Regions from separate parts of the Mus musculus genome. Here regions 1 and 3 are each linked to region 2. The links are chromatin contacts, called in public HiChIP or PLAC-seq maps. All regions are on one chromosome and are shown on one strand. The core of a region is the stretch at or near the end of the contact, and the rest is flanking DNA. Distances in the headings are between cores, read along the strand shown.

Evidence for each region. HiChIP or PLAC-seq counts read pairs in DNA pulled down with a chosen protein or histone mark.
Region 1: an H3K4me3 HiChIP or PLAC-seq map of bone marrow-derived macrophages shows a contact between it and region 2, with 6 times the contacts expected there. The contact joins the promoter of 4930453N24Rik here to the enhancer-like site in region 2. A contact is called at or near these places in 5 of 39 promoter capture datasets (the 3T3-L1 cell line, the HPC-7 cell line, cranial neural crest and 2 more), 1 of 484 Hi-C or Micro-C datasets (B cells), 11 of 115 datasets of contacts at active chromatin or transcription factors (bone marrow-derived macrophages, cardiomyocytes, embryonic basal ganglia and 6 more) and 4 of 9 other capture datasets (adipose tissue, embryonic stem cells, liver and 1 more).
Region 3: a contact with region 2 is called in an H3K4me3 HiChIP or PLAC-seq map of bone marrow-derived macrophages, with 5 times the contacts expected there. The contact joins the promoter of Cggbp1 here to the enhancer-like site in region 2. A contact is called at or near these places in 13 of 39 promoter capture datasets (the 3T3-L1 cell line, 3T3-L1-derived adipocytes, the C10 cell line and 8 more), 1 of 484 Hi-C or Micro-C datasets (bone marrow-derived macrophages) and 9 of 115 datasets of contacts at active chromatin or transcription factors (the 230-238 cell line, the NIH/3T3 cell line, bone marrow-derived macrophages and 5 more).

Annotation. Positions count from the first base shown.
Region 1 is chr16:64,769,688-64,773,561 of GRCm38.p6, forward strand. It overlaps 4930453N24Rik (RIKEN cDNA 4930453N24 gene), which reads right to left and starts at 1,252. Exons shown (of 3, transcript NM_026273.2): 1 at 1,050-1,252. The coding sequence starts at 1,176.
Region 2 is chr16:65,456,386-65,460,021 of GRCm38.p6, forward strand. No RefSeq gene overlaps it. Among named protein-coding and RNA genes, the nearest start is that of Pou1f1, 62 kb to the right of the region's middle. Within about 2 kb of position 2,021, at least 11 of the 459 cell types and tissues checked have an H3K27ac peak or open chromatin away from gene starts, as enhancers often do. A contact at or near this core is called in bone marrow-derived macrophages and macrophages, where this site is marked.
Region 3 is chr16:64,850,557-64,853,979 of GRCm38.p6, forward strand. It overlaps Cggbp1 (CGG triplet repeat binding protein 1), which reads left to right and starts at 1,445. Exons shown (of 3, transcript NM_178647.3): 1 at 1,445-1,680; 2 at 2,243-2,469. It overlaps Zfp654 (zinc finger protein 654), which reads right to left and starts at 1,167. Exons shown (of 9, transcript NM_001347245.1): 1 at 911-1,167. The coding sequence starts at 1,096.

The DNA of each region.
Region 1 (3,874 bases), core at 2-2,501, 690 kb before region 2:
AAATGTATTTCTATGCCCCAAATACCTAAGATCCATAAACCTTGAAAAAAATGATTAAAATCACAATATATGATACCAAGGAATGTTGTCAAACTTCTGATTTTACAGATAATCGAAGCTGAAAAACAGCAGCATCAAGATGTTTTTAAACTAAAAAGTTGGGCTGAAAGCACAGACCAAATATCTTTCAAATAGACTACTGCTGCAAAATAGCAAGAATTAAAAAAAAGAAAAAGAAAAAGACAATGCACTCATTACATCTACCTTCCAAAGATCTTATTCCACAGACACACAGTATCTTTGATGCCCCTATTTCCAACTTCCCTAAAGACGCTATCACCTTTTCCCCATCCATTTCAGAATAGCTACTAAATTTGGTGGTTTGTTTTGGAGGCTTGAGGGTGTTCTTCTTTTTGTTTTGTCTGTCATTTTCTATCCCTTTCTTTTCAACAACATTCGTTTCACTAATGTATTTTAGTAAGGATATTTTTAATGTCTTATAAATGCAACGTACATATGTCCGTTTTGTCTTTTATACAACCTTTTGATTTAAAAAACAAAAACAAAAGAAGCTGTGGTCTTGCTACTTCCCAACTAGGAATGAATGTAGGACGAAGAGGCTGAGCATTCCTTGACATACGTGGATTAAAACTGTCCGCCTTTTATTTGTTTCGGTGGGTATTTACCTAAGACACTGACAAATAGTGTTTATTATTTCCCTTCGGGCTGAAAGAAAACAGCAGGAGCTGACTGATCTCCGTGGAGATCGAAACTGAAAACTGAAACATACTCTGGGATGCTCTTAAAAATCATGGGAATGGGCTCATCTGGTGCTCATCCGGGTCCGCATGTCCGCAAAAGTTTGCCCAGCCGGTACCACGGTCCGACTCACCAGCGCGCCGGGACCCGGCTCGGCCGGCGGGCGGGGAGGCTGCAGAGCTGTGCAGCGCCAACCCGGAGGCCTTCCCTGGGCTTCGGCGACAACCGGACCCGACCGGACCCGACCGGACCCGACCCCTGGGGGTGACAAGGCCCCTGCCGGCGCCTACCTTGGCGGTCCACAGGCTGCACCAGGCGGTTGGTGACGGTGTCGCAAAGGGCCATGATCTCGTCGTTGTCCAGCAGGCCGAGTAGGTTTCGGCAGCCCTCCGACTCTAAGTGGCTGAGCCCCGACATCTCGCCCCCGGGGATGGGGGGCAGAGGACGACGCCACCAGTGTCGCCCTCACGGCCCGCGGGCCGGCCGGCGCCTTGGCAACAGACACCGGAAGTGCCTTTTCAATCCCTCGCAAGCGCCGGAAGGGTCTCGGAGATTCCAGCCCCTCTCTGGGCGGAAGTGCTAGCTCAGAAAGTCAGCGAGGAAATGTGGTTCCGACTTGGGGCTCCGGCCTCTATTGGAGTAGAGTTCCACAGTTCGCGGTTTAAAGAAGTGTCCTGAGCATCTATCCACCTTCCACTCGAGGCTGGGCTAGAAACGAACCTGGGGGTGGGGGGTGGGGGGGAGCGCCTCCGAAGGGGCGACTTAAAGTGCGGCGCATGCGCGCGCGTGCCTGATGGTGGAGGCAGGGGTGGAGAGGCCAAGAGAGCTTCCATCATACCCCTGTACTTTTGAAGGTCTGTCCTCTTCTAGCCGCTTCTGAGTTAGGGGAGCCATCACTTTGATATTCTTTAGCTACAAAGATTAGACTACACTTTGAAACGCTCTAGGTTTTAAAAGGACTATAACTTGCTTCTCCGCCTTTGAGATAGCTAGATAATTAATTTAACCCAATTAATTGAATCTCAGTTGAACCTCAATTGCCAGCTGGTTGGTCATTAAGTATACTTGAAACAACCTGGGACTTCAGATTTGCATCTAATGTGGAGCTGGAGGGGCAGGGTGCCACACAATCTTGGGACTACGCCTCTAGCTGCAGGACCTGCCTGCCATTAGATTTGAATTAGTGGCTGGTGTCCCCTAAATGCAGTTAGTAGTCATTTGGTTGGTGTGGGGAAACACCGTGGGTGGAAAGTGATTTGTGTTATGAATATTAGAAGGAGAAACTGGATTTCTATTAGAGTTGCTGCTTCTGCTTCTTCTTCTTCTTCTTCTTCTTCTTCTTCTTCTTCTTCTTCTTCTTCTTCTTCTTCTTCTGTTTCTTTTTTCTTTTCTTTTCTTTTTTTTTTTTTTTTTTTTTTTGGTTTTTCTAGACAGGGTTTCTCTGTGTAACCCTGGCGGTCCTAGAACTCACTTTGTAGACCAGAATGGCCTCAAACTCAGAAATCCGCCTGCCTCTGCCTCCCGTGTGCTGGGATTAAAGGCGTGCACCACATTGCCCGGCTCTAGAGTTTTTTTTTTTTTTTTTCTAAATACAGAACTATTGAGATTTGGGGCAGGGTAATTTATTGCTGTAGAGGTTGCAGGATGCCTAACACCATCCCTACATTTCCACAAAGAATAGTGTGCCCCTTCTCTCACTTGATACAAGTGAAAATACCTCCAGGCTAACAAACGTTCCCTGAGAAGGAAAATCATGCCCAGGTGAGCCATTGATTCAAACCCTGCCCAAGGTGGTTTCTGAGATGATGAAAATATTGTTGTATTGCCCATACTAACGACTGTCCACATCTGGATTTTGAGATCTCGAAATATAGTAGTAAAACCGAAGAACAATTTCAAATTTTGTGTGAATTTGAATAAAGTTTTAATATCCACATGTGGCAAGTGGCTACTGGATTGGATCATGCAGATCTAAAAATGTGAAGGCCATTCTGTAGATGTGTTTTATGTTTGACCTCTGACTTCAGTTCTTTTATTTCTAAACAATTCTTGCAGATAACCTCAAGGGTTTCCTTATGATAACTACCTTAGACATGTATTGCAGGTCTCTGCTTCAAAGCCTATGTTCTTGATGTTTTACTTAAGAGGGTCTTCTCTTTAGACATTTTCCTTAGCTCATTTTTCCTACCGTTTATTCATGTCCCTGCTTCAAAATATTACTAGGAAGGCCCTAATGATTTACTGTATTCAAACTCACCACCCACAGTCTGCTTATGTTTCCTACCCATTTCATTTGTCTCCAAAGTGTTTATACAGTTTAGTATATTATAGTGTTTATTGTTCCTATCCCACACCCATCCCACTATAAGGTGTGTTCTGTAGAGCAAACAATTTTGTTTCATGACCTTTACAAAGCCTGGCACATAGTAGACATACTTAAAAAAAAATAAGTTGTGAGTCCACTTTAATTTTTTTTTGTTTTTCTTTTTGTTTTGAACAGGAATGATATGATCGACTAGTTTCAAACAGGGTCACTTGATAGGGTATGGAGCATACCATAGTAGCCTGAAGGCCGTGTAGAAGAAAGAGAAAGGCAACTCTGTCTGTGTGACAAGAAATGATACCTTGAGATAGAGTGGAAGATCTGATAGTCTTTGGTTAACACAGGATTTAGTTTGGACCACCAGAGTTTTCATTTCCTGATAAAAGGAACACTGGGCAAAGTCGGTTTTAATGAGCGATATGAGAATAGCTAAGAGTTTCTGGAGCAAGTGATGATACCTAAGAAAGAATAAATCATATAGAGAAGATTGAGGAAGAGAGGATGCTGAGTTAATTGTGACTGGGTGGCAATATAAAGGTGGGTGGAATTTTCAATATGACCATAAGATCAGAGGCAGGATAAAAATCAGAACAAATTTGGTAAAGGCATAATAAGGACTTGGCCTCAGGTCCCACATTGACTTAATTCTTATAACCTTGCAAGAATAGTTGTCCCACTTTACAGAAATATAAACTCAGTTCAATATTCTTTTAAAAATAATTTATAAGCTCTGTGGTGGTGGGTGGTGCACACCTTTAGTCCCAGCACTTGAGAGGCAGAGGCAGGAGGATC
Region 2 (3,636 bases), core at 771-3,270:
TTGGTGAGTCTAGCAATATTGTGTGTTTAATATCTTTGTGGAACTCATTTTGCTTTAGGTTCATAACATTCACATTTTGGAAAATCGGAAAGGTTTTGCTGGCTTACTCAATTACTCTGTTCTACTCTTGATTACTAAATCTTGTCTGGGATTCTAACCTTTGCAATGACACTTCTGCTTGCTAGCACAGGGAATCTGTCCATGGAACAAAACTCTTTTGCACTTGAGCTAAGATATTAATTGCTCCACCCCCTCAAACACTTATTTGCAAAATGTGGGTTTTAAAGCACAGACTTTCACTTTCCTTGGTTGTGTTTTCTCATCTATATCATTGATTATTTTTAGGTGACAACTTTCTTTAGCTATAATCCCCCCTCTCAGCCTTTCACAAAATCTTCAAACTTTGAATAGTTTACCATTCAAAACACCCAAAGGGCCCTATACTTGTGATGATTGACAGATGACTAATATCATATTAATTCATGATTAACAATTACACAAGTATATATTTTAGTATAAAACTTAGACCCTATGAACAAATTTCTACCAGTATTTTCTATAGGATACTATTCTTAGGATTCCTACAAACTATGTAATAGTGAATACCATGAACAGAACACCATGAACAATGACGTCTTAAATTGTACAGATCCAATTTTTTTTTTTTTGGCTTGTATGATGTTTTTATTTAGAGGACAATAGTACATCTGGAAGAGAGGAGCTGGGATACACAGCTGCTTTGAATTACACACTACTTTGAATACATGATAGCCTCTAATGAAGTCTTACTGTAATAGGCAGGACAGCTTTACAATCCCTGACATTTAAAAATCCATAATACCATGAATTCTCGATTATTCACGCTGGGTGGAAAGGAAAAAGAGAATGAATTATATTTTTTTTAAAAAAATTCAAATGTAGCTTTGTAGTGAAGTTACACACACTCAAAGACCCCAGGAGACCAACAGAGGTCAGTGTGAAAAACTCCTAAGCCAGTAACTTATTCAAGCAGATGGTTTACTCAGTTTTATGCACTAAAATCTATGTGGAATAAGGAACTGAGAGGAAGACATACCTTTTTTTTTTTTTTTTTTTTTTTAAGTATTGCACAACTATTCTTTAGGAAGTTTTTTTTTTTTTTCCATTTTTTATTAGGTATTTAGCTCATTTACATTTCCAATGCTATACCAAAAGTCCCCCTTACCCACCCACCCCCACTCCCCTACCCACCCACTCCCCCCCTTTGGCCCTGGCGTTCCCCTGTACCGGGGCACACAAAGTCTGCGTGTCCAATGGGCCTCTCTTTCCAGTGATGGCCGACTAGGCCATCTTTTGATACATATGCAGCTAGAGTCAAGAGCTCAGGGGTACTGGTTAGTTCATAATGTTGTTCCACCTATAGGGTTGAAGATCCCTTTAGCTCCTTGGGTACTTTCTCTAGCTCCTCCATTGGGAGCCCTGTGATCCATCCATTAGCTGACTGTGAGCATCCACTTCTGTGTTTGCTAGGCCCCGGCATAGTCTCACAAGAGACAGCTACATCTGGGTCCTTTCGATAAAATCTTGCTAGTATATGCAATGGTGTCAGCGTTTGGATGCTGATTATGGGGTGGATCCCTGGATATGGCAGTCTCTACATGGTCCATCCTTTCATCTCAGCTCCAAACTTTGTTTCTGTAACTCCTTCCATGGGTGTTTGTACAGATCCAATTTAAGTCATATCTATATATGAGCCACTAAAGAAAAGAAATTGGGTTTTAAGAAAAGATAAGAGCTCATACAGCTGAATGACCAGATACTTAGTGAATAAAATTCTAGGTCTCTCCTAGTATGTATAAAAGGAAGTTTTTGTTGCTCGCTTTCCTAGTTTCATTTCGTTGCTATGATAAAACACCTTTGAAAAGACAACTTAAGAAAGAAAGGACTTAGCTTATAGATTCTGGTTACAATCTATCATTATGTCTACTTCTCTGTGACAGGATCTTGAATCATCCAGTCACATGATAGGCACATAAGAGCAGAGAGAAGTGAAACATGCATGCTCATTTGCTTGCCTGCACTAAGTGTGTGCTCTCCATTCTTACGTAGTTCTGGATCTTTTGCCTTGAGTATGATGCTGCCTACAGAGGGTTGTTGTGTCTTCACCTATAAGCTAACTTAAAAGATACTCTCCCTCCCACAACACACAGTCAAGTCCACAGGCTAATCAGTGTAGACAATGGCTTACTAAGTCTGTCTTTCTTCATGATTCTACATTGTACCAAGTTGACAATTCAAGTTAATTATCCAACCCATTCCTATCATTCAGACATAGCAATTCTAACTCAGAGCTAAGATCTATTGAGTGTCATCTCTCCACAAGTCTTAGGACATTTACTGGTGTTCTGGTTGCGAACAGTATATATTCATATTTGGTTTGATTTTCTGTCTAGAGGTAAATAGATAGAAATAAATAACTGATCAACTCTATTACTTGCATGTGAGGGGACTCTATGTTTTTTTTTCTTTGACAAAAAGATTGGTGTCTCACATTTGTTCTCATTCCTCTTGCACAAATAACTTATTAGAAAGAGTAGGCATAGGAGTTACTTTCCTTGGTGTCCTGAGAAAATATCCGGCAAATTGTAGTCTACCAGTGGATGTTCACTTTGATTTACAATTTGGCAGGTTACAATTCATGCTAGCAAGACAGGTATGACAGTGGTGGCCCCATAGCACTGGGAGTGTATAGACGGTACTTGCACTCATTGAGACATAATACAGAGAAGAGACAAGAAGCAGATCAGGGTCTGTAAACAATAAGGCTGACCAAATATTAATGCACCTTTTCCAGAGCAGTTCCACGTATAAAAGATCAACAGCCTAGTATATATGTTTTATATGTATGGGTGTTTTACTTGCATGCATGTTTATGCACCTTGTGTGTGCAATGCCTGCAGAGGCAAAAGAGGGCATTAGAGGGGAATTGGAGTTACTGATGGTTGTAAGCTACCAAGTAAGATCTGGGAATCTAACCTAATACTTCTGGAATAATCAGCTCCCATAACAGCTGAGGCATTTCTGCAGCCCAAGGAATCACAACTTTGCAAACCAGTGCCAAGTGTTCAAATAGATTAGATGGGGGTTGCTTTAGATCAAGTGATTACAGTAGGGATGTGAGGGGGCAGTTTAATGATGGATAAAGCAACCAGGTTTTATATTCATAGCTCTCACTATAGCTTTAAAGAATAGAAGATATGTGTCTATTGCAATGGCACAGAACTAGTGGTTACAGCTCAGGTCTTGTCATTAAGAGCTATAGCCATAGTTTCCCACCTCCCCTCCTAATAACAATCACACACACACACACACACACACACACACACACACACACACACACACACACACACATATATATATATTATTCATATTAAATGTTATATAATAATAGAAGTTATATATAGTAATAATGAGTAAAAATCAGGAGAGCATAATGAATGAAACCTCACCAGAAAGCCTATGTTTCAGAAAAAAAAATGATTTTTTAAAAATGTATTTGACTTTTTACTTAAATGTTAAGACATGGTCTTAACATTTAAGAATTTTCTTTTCATTAAAATTTTGCTCCTCTTGAGAGTGAGAGCAAATGCATGTCTC
Region 3 (3,423 bases), core at 195-2,694, 610 kb before region 2:
TTTGCTTACAGTTAGATAAAAACTACATGCAATCCTTAAAAGCAGTCGGCAGAATAAAGGAAACAAATAATTTACTGTCACTTTTTCCGATACTGAATTTAACAGACCAACCAAAAACGAGTAATTTAAAGGCTGGGGGAGGGGTGGTGTAACGAGGGCAATAGTTTCAGGAAAAACGACTTTCTCTGTAGTCAGACAATTAGGAAACAGTGTGCTTGTCAGAGAAGGGGGTCAAAAAAAGGGAAAGATGACAATCACTCCTATAAGGTTCCACACGGAAAACACCCCCCCTCCCAACACACACACACCTGGTGGGGGAGGGGAGTAGCTAACGGTGGGACAGTGCCAAGGCCAACGGAAGAACTGGTCCAGAGGGACCTAGTGAGGGAATGACAGGCGACCCTAGCAGAGGGGGAGGGGTGGCGATGACAGGAGGGCAGGCAGTGGGGTGATAGCATGCTTGGCGTCTCTGAAAAAGAGAATGCGGGGGAACCTGGGTAACAGAGAAAGACGGGAGAGCCCAGCAGAAGTGAGAGGGACCGGGTAGTGAACCTGAGAAAGGCGGGACCCTGGGGTACGAAGAGGGTCTGCAGGGAGGCACAGGCATGTCAGGACGGGGTGCTTTCCAGTTGACCGTCCAGCTCCCAGCCCACCACCACCACCGCCGCCGCGACAAACTCACTTTCTCCTCACCTCCAAGTCCGCAAGTCACCCCCAACCCCACTCCCCGTCGTCCCCATCGCCGAGCTCGGAGCGGTGCAGAGAGGGGACCGGGGCTTCCCAGACTCCCTCTCCGTCCCGCCGGAGGACCGGTCCCGGACACGACGCAGAGACCTGGGCCAGCAGGCCAGGAGCCACGCAGAGGCCCGGGAGCCCAGTGACAAGTCGGAGCGGCCGACGGGCGCCTCACCTGACAGAAGCGTCGGCAGTAATCCCGGCTGCTGATCCCGACGCCGCCGCCACAGCCGCCGCCGCCGGCCCCCCCTCTGCCGTCGCCCGCAGCTAGGAGCCCCACTGGGCCCGGGGGGGACTCCACAATGGCCACGAGCTCTTCTCCGAGGCGCTCGGCCTCTTGGTCGCTCTCTTCCTCCGCCATGAGGCTCTCGCCGCCCAGCGCGTACCCAGCCCCTGCGCCGCCGCCGCCGCCGCCGCTGCCGCCGCCGCTGCCTCAGCTAACCTCCTCCTCCTCCTCTAGTTCCCTCCCCCTTTCCCTCCGCCCCAGCCGGACAGGGCTACTCGCCTGGGCTCTACTTCCGGCTCCGCCCACCCACGCCCCCAGTTTTCACTGGAGGAAGGACACCGCCAATCATAGGCATGCCCGCCCTACCTTCCTATTGGTTACACTAGCCGTCTGTTTGCCAGGCCTGCCATCTGTTGGTCCACACTACTCGGCGGTTGCTGAGGACCGCCTACGAGCCCTGCCATAGGGCGCGCCGGAGGACGGGGCGCGGCAGGGGACACGGCGGCCGCGGCGGAGCTCGCTCGGGCGGCGGCGACGGCGGTGGCAGCGGCAGGAGCAGCGGCTGAAGCAGCGGCGGAAGCAGCGGCGGCCGCAACGGGATCTCCTTCATCCCGTTGCTCTGCCCTTTCTTCCTCCTCTCTTCCTTCCTGGCGAGGGCTCGTGCACTTCCCCTAACGGCGGCCCGCTCCTACGGTCCCGAAGAGCTGGGAAGGCGGAAGGTGGGCTTGGCCGTTGGTGCGGGCGGCGAGCCCAGGCCTTCGGGCCGGGCGAGGGAACCGGGGGCGGGGCCGGAGGTGGAGGAGGAAGGAGCCGGGCCAGCCTGACAGCGACGGCCTCGGCCGGCGCCCGCCGCCCCCTCCCCGGGGACAGCCACGGAGTCGGCGGCGGTGCGGCGGACTTCTCCGGGGCCCTCCGAGGGCGGCTGGGACGCGGCCTCGGCCCCGGCCCCGGCCCGCAGGCGGGGTCGCGGCGCCGGGGCGCCACCTCGGCCGGCGCGGCGGGAGGAGGCTGTCTAGACGTCCGGCGGCCCGCGCCCGCCTTCCCCGCCCCCACCGGAGCCTCGGGCCTGCGGAGCGCGCGGGCCGCCGGGCCACCCGCCCCGGGGCGTGCGAGCCGAGCTGGCGTGGGGCTGGCTGGAGCTTCGGGATCGCGCACGGAAGGCGGAGAGAGACAGACACCTGTGTGCAGAGCGTGGCCCGAGCCGCTCTGCCGCGGGCCTGCGCCCTGCCTTTCCCGCCCCTCCACCATCTTCCCTTTCTGTTTGTTTTTTGTGTTTTACAGTAAAGACATGACTTCCCGGCGCCACCGGGAAAATAGGGTGCAAGCCCAGGAACTGTTTCCCCACCACCACCTGTTGAAAAACTGAGTCGAAGGCGTCTCCGGGGTCTGAACGAACGCGAAGTCGCTCGGATTGGATGCGTCTGTGGTTTTGCATCCAGAAAACTGTCACTACTTAATATCAAGGAAAAACAAACAAACAAACAAAAACCCGACTGGAAATTAAGCTGGTGAGTATTTCGACTTGAAAACTCAGTTTACTTTTGCTGTAGTAAATGGCTGTTTCGCTTTTGTTCCCTGGGTGCTCTATCTTAACTTCCTCATTTGTTTAAAATATTTCTGACTTCTGGAAACACTTTTACACGTAACCAACCTCCTCGCCTCTATGAGGTGGTTATTTTCATTGGCAGTATCAAGAATAGACCTTTCAAGAGAAAAGATCAGGAAAGTTCAGGCTTCACGTGGCACAAGAATTGCAGATCCCATTTCTGTAAGTTTGCAGTCAAAGAAAAATTCTAACTGCACCCCTAGTTTTTCATAACAGCTTTAATTGTTACTAGAATGGTTTTATTTCATAGGTGTAGAGTACTTGTGGAAGTTGCAGACATTTGCAGTGAGGATTTGCTGAGTATTAGGTGGGATTCATCATGATGTCTGTCTTTTCTGCCATGAAAAACCTATGCCCTAAAACAGTATCTCACACGTAACCCTTGAGTGTCAAAGATGTGGTGGGGTGGAAATCCACAGAAATTAAGCATGTGAAATTCTAGACATTTTGTGCCTTAGAGAATTTTCATGAATTGCTAAGTCCTACTTTGAGTTCATAGATTTTGCTCAAAATACAGACCAAAGTTGAAATAATCTTGGTGTTGCCCAGCAAGTAGACTAATGCAGTGGGATACTCCATGCTTTGTAATGTTACTTATAAAAACGAATTCTTCAGAACATACTTGAAGTATTTCTTCAACATGTTTTTAACAAAATTATTCAGTATAGTAGTATCTGATGTCTTGATTATTATAAAAAGTTAAATCACAGGCATAGAAGAGTAAGTCTTGCTAATCTTTTGTTATCAAAGTATATTTATTATCTTGGGTTTCCAGTGCTTGTAATTTTATATAGCTGATAGTCCGTTGATAATTTTCAGAAGTTTGGGGGCCTAGTGAAGTGACTTTGAGAGTCAC